2 separate regions of the Danio rerio genome follow, and region 2 is linked to region 1. The links are chromatin contacts, called in public Hi-C maps. All regions are on one chromosome and are shown on one strand. The core of a region is the stretch at or near the end of the contact, and the rest is flanking DNA. Distances in the headings are between cores, read along the strand shown. Region 1 holds the start of zgc:171971. Region 2 overlaps si:ch73-51i5.2.

Region 1 (2,700 bases), core at 109-2,608:
GTATGTATTTGTTTGTTTTTTTTATTTATATTTTAATTATTATTTATTTTATCTCGTTTTTTTTTTATTTTTTTTTGTTTTGTTTTTTTTTAGGACAAATCTCCGACAACAAAAACATATCTAAAGGTGCTACTTTAAATTGTAAAGAAATTTGAGTTTTTGAAACTAATGAAGACAGCAGAAGTCAAAGACTTGTTTTAATTATTTACTGTAGCCTGACATGTTTACTGTTGGAAAATATTTAAAATGTTTCTCAAAGTAAATTTTTTGTATTTAAAGTGGAAAAAAAGTTTGTTTTTTACCCAGAGATTTAAAAAGAATATATTTTAGAGAAGTAATCACAATACTGTGAAACCGTGATATTTTTTATCCAAGGTTATCATCCCGTCAGAATCTTGTATCGGCCCATGCCTAATGATCATATCACAAGTTCTGAATGAACGAGCGAATACAAAACCAAATTTAAAATCTCAATAATAGTTACAGGTTTCCAGCATTTTTCATAATTATTTATTTTGTGTTTAAGGTAAGGTAAGGTAAAACTTTATTGTCCCAGTTAGGGAAATTTGTCTTGTGATGACTGCAGCTGAGGGCAAGAGCCCAAACATGGACAAAACAATAAACATCCAAAACACAAACAAGTAATTCAATAAATTCAACACAAGACAGAAACGAATAACGTTAAAGGTTTGAAACAAGGAAAGAGTAAGTAAATGATGACAGAATTTTTATTTTTTTGCGTGAACTATCCCTTTAAACCAATCTTTTGTCTTTGTTAAAGATTAAAAACAGCATTAAAAAGGTATTAGAATGAGTAACCTTTTTAAATCCTCCCAGGGTCAGGTCTCTGGACCGCAGGGAGGTCAGTCTGCCTGGTGGAGGAGGATTGTGTGAAATTCTCCCTGGCAGTCCTTTAACGTTGCCCAGAGCAAAAGACGGTCTGAAAGTGGAAGATGAGCTCGCCTCCGCGTCCCCATCTCCATGATCACACATCCTGCCAAACACACAAACAACAAACCCTACTGAGCAGCGTGCAATATGTGATTACTCAGACTCAAACAAAGGTGAAAACCTTAATTTTCCAAGAGAAACGCTCGTTCAAAATACACTAAATGTGCGCTGACTTGGATTTCAAGACGCGCGCGCCTCCATTTTGTTAGCAACCTATGCTATCAAAACAAAGCCTTTCATAGCACTTTATGACATTTAGACGGACATATTTAAAAATGCTGCGCACGGCTGCATTAGAGATAAGTGAAAATAAATACTATACGTACTTGAAATTTGTGTAAACTGCTCACATCATATCTGCCGAACTCTTCCAGCTGACAGCTACATCCTTGCAGGAGCATCATTGGTCACGTGACACGAGCCCTCTGTTAGGAAAAGATTACTCAGACATTTTATATTATATTATATTATATTATATTATATTATATTATATTATATTATATTATATTATATATCATTTTTTAATATTTACATATTATTATTTTATATATCATCTATATTATATTTTATTTTATATTATTATATCATTTTATATTATATTTATCACAATAACAAATTTTTTAATAAAAATAAATAAAATATATTTAAAGTTTTTATTTGTCCATTTAGTCTTATGGTGTCATCATGATGGTTTTGTTAATAAACTCTCAATTAATAAAATATTAATAAACTTTTAACTTAAAAAAAATTATAAGTGCTGTATATTAAATAATAATGAACTAATTTTAAATATTTTGTTTTTAACGGTTATTTTATCTGAACAATAAATAAACATTTTGTTTCAAATCTATTTACATATATATTTATAGCTATTTTTATAAATATCATATTGTATTAGGCCTATATAATGATATACTATAATAACTCTGGACTGTATTTCATAAATACTCTTTAAAATTGTAAATGGTAAATTTTAATTTAATGCACAAACATTTTAAACATATTTATTTATAGTTTTAATTTAATGCACAAACATTTTAAACATATTTATTTAAAGTTTATTTCATTCCTTTTATATGGTCTCTTTTGTGTCATAAAATGGTTTATTATCGGACTGAATTTTAAAACTACTGTCTATGAAATTTCGTGTTTTGTGTAAAATATACTCAATATTTGTACAATACATTTATTTTGAATATTATGCATTAACAAGTATAAAATAAAACTAAAATGAAAAGGTGAAAAATAAAAACATATTTTATAAAAAACTGTTGTAAAAGTAACCACTTCAGTAAGTTTTGGGACACAGACCCCTTCCATCCACCCTTCTTCTAACTCATATTGAACAAAGGGCGGCACTCAACTTTTGGCTGCCCTCACTTTTTTATTCCTATTTATATTATATTATATTATATTATATTATATTATATTATATTATATTATATTATATTATATTATATTATATTATATATTTTGCTAGCAGAGAGCTTATCATTCCTGTTAGAAAAAGATATAATAATATAATATAATATCTAGTTTTTCACAATAATGAATAAATATTGTTCATTAAAATAATGTAAATACATTTAAAGTTTATATTTGTGCAATTTGCAACTAATGTTTCTGAAATAATTTATATAGTTTTGTTTTTTGTAAAATATATTCAATATTTGTAAAATATATTTCTATTTAATAATTTAAATAATACACAATTAATTATAAAATAATAAACAAATTTTTTAATTTAAT
Region 2 (2,700 bases), core at 151-2,650, 99 kb after region 1:
AATAGTAATGATTTAAATCATATTTAAATTACATTAAAATAATTTAAGTCATATATACAGTATATAGGCTACAGTTAAAGTTAAAATCATTAGCATCTCTATGATTTTTTTTTCTTTTTAAAATATTTCCCAAATGATGTTTAACAGAGCAAGACATTTTTCACAGAATTTGTTTTATTTCGACTAAACTTAATGCAGTTAAAAAAAATAAATAAAAAAAAAAAAAACATTTTAAGTTCAATATTATTAGCCCCCTTAGGGTGCATCCACACAAAATGCGGAGAAAGTATGAGTAATTTACATGCTAAGTCCATGCAAAGACATGAACAGACATCCTGCAGCATGATTCAAGTGAATGAGGCGGTGCAAATGGCGCGATTCGTGCGAATGAAGCAGAGCGTTTTGCTTGTTTGACATGCTTGAACCGTTTAATGCACAGATCGCTCAAGTTGGAACTTCAGCGGACATTCGCACTGTGTAACCAATCAGGAGCTTGCTCTTGTAGTGATTATGACGTAGCGCCTGTTGTTAGTGTCCCAAGGGCAAATCCTACTGCTGACACCTGACAACAGAACATCAAACTGGGCTGGGCTCAGTCAGAAGCACCGCTGAAAGCTTCCCTCATCCAGGTATAGTTTCTGAAGGAGTGGATTAACTCACAGAGTTGGGTGCACCTCTGAAATCAGGATCTAGTGGACTCAGACACGACCCCAAACAAATCTACGTTGTTTTTCAGCCTTCCTTAAGCACATAAAGCACTGCTACTCTTTCAATAAAATGCATGTTAACAATTTAGCAACGAAGCTACAGTGACAGGGCAAACAGAAGCCCTGGCCATGATGCGAATCCACGTCTATTGTGAAGTGATGCGCGAATTAAGCAAATTTGTCGTTTGCAATCAAACACAAAATGTTCACGTGTATATTTATGCGTGAATAGCACAATTTATTTCTGGTGTGAACACAGCATTAAGCAGTATTTTTTCTAACTTGTCTAGTTAACTTAATGAAACTGGTTAAGTCTACAAATGTCACTTTAAGCTGAATACTAGTATCTTAAAAAATATCTAGTAAAATATTATCCACTGTCATTGTGGCGAAGATAAAAGTAATCAGTTATAAGTAATGACTTATTAAAACTACTATGTTTAGAAATGGGTTGACAAAAATCCTCTTTCCATTAAACAACTGTATATACACACACAGACAAGAATTCATAATGTTTATGCGATATCCTTGACTGGTCTCATGAGGTTCACCCAAATTAGATTCAAGATTCTGGGGGCCTGTTTTGACTCTTAAAATAACTTTATGTACAAGCCTCTTCTACTGTATGCGCATGTTGTCTGCATCCCATAAGGGATGTTCAGCACAGTGATAAAGACTGCACTAAAACTGCACGCGAGATGTGTTTCCAGACTTGATGAAGTGGGGAATGTGTAAATTGAGCAATGACGCGGGCCTCCCTCAGAGCGGCTGGTACTCGCTGACAGAAGAAATCTCTCTATCCAGTGCTACTCTTACGATAACACTTGGTGGAGGGGTGTTTTTCATTCTTACAGGATTACTTCACCCAAAAATGAAAATTATTTATTCACACTTGCGTCCCTTCCAAATACTTGACTTTCTCTTTTTGTGTGTGAAAAACAACTGAAAATCTTCACTTGTAGTATTTGATTATTAAAACTATGGCCTAAAATGAAAACTTATCAAATGTGGGACTAAGTGCTGTTTAACTTATTAATTAGTAACTTGATTGATCAATTCTAATAATGCCTGAGATTATTCCATGTCGTTAAATAAATGTCTAAAATTATAGTATACAATTTATATAAATATATTTAATGCACAGCACTGTGATCGTTTTACTTGAGCGTTATACATGTACTGTATTTTTAAAAAAATAAAAAATAAATAATAAATATATACAAGTATTTAAAATAAGTAAAATGCATTTCAAATGAAGAGTTTGTGTTTTCTCTACCAAAACTTTTTTTGTTAAAAACAAGAAATAATTTTAAATATAGTTTTACTGTTGTTATATACTACTCCTATACTACTACTACTAATAATAATACTAATAAATAATGTATTTAATTTTTATTATTATTTTTATTATTATTATTATTATTATTATTATTATTATTATTATTATGGCGATGCAGTGGCGCAGTAGGTAGTGCTGTCGCCTCACTGCAAGAAGGTCGCTGGGTCGAGCCTTGGCTCAGTTGGTGTTTCTGTGTGGAGTTTGCATGTTCTCCCTGCGTTCATGTGGGTTTCCTCCGGGTGCTCCGGTTTCCCCGGTACAGGTGAATTGGGTAGGCTAAACTGTCCATAGTGTATGCATGTGTGTGAATGAGTGTGTATGGGTTTCCAAGTGATGGGTTGCGGCTGGAAGGGCATCCGCTGCGTGGAACATATGCTGGATAAGTTGGCGGTTTATTCCGCTGTGGGTACCCTAGATTAATAAAGGGACTAAGCCGAAAAGAAAATGAATGAATGAATGAATGTTTATATAATATTTATAAGATATTGTATAAAATATTTTGCTCTTATACACTTACACTATATGGAAGTATGTGTTTATTTATTTTGTGCAAATAAATAAATACATTTATTTTAAAGTATTATAATTAACAATAATTACATTTAAATAGTTTTTACTATTATTATTATGCATACCAAATGCATCAAATCAGTT

What was found. A called contact is a pair of places that touch in the nucleus more often than the background predicts.
Region 2: a Hi-C map of an unstated tissue shows a contact between it and region 1, with 2.8 times the contacts expected there. The contact joins the enhancer-like site here to the promoter of zgc:171971 in region 1. A contact is called at or near these places in 2 of 18 Hi-C or Micro-C datasets (caudal fin and an unstated tissue).

Annotation. Positions count from the first base shown.
Region 1 is chr12:7,837,115-7,839,814 of GRCz12tu, forward strand. It overlaps zgc:171971, which reads right to left and starts at 1,359. Exons shown (of 10, transcript NM_001109828.1): 1 at 1,278-1,359; 2 at 820-994. The coding sequence starts at 993.
Region 2 is chr12:7,936,116-7,938,815 of GRCz12tu, forward strand. All of the region lies in intron 17 of si:ch73-51i5.2, which reads right to left. Among named protein-coding and RNA genes, the nearest start is that of phyhiplb, 65 kb to the right of the region's middle. Within about 2 kb of position 1,401, at least 4 of the 62 cell types and tissues checked have an H3K27ac peak or open chromatin away from gene starts, as enhancers often do.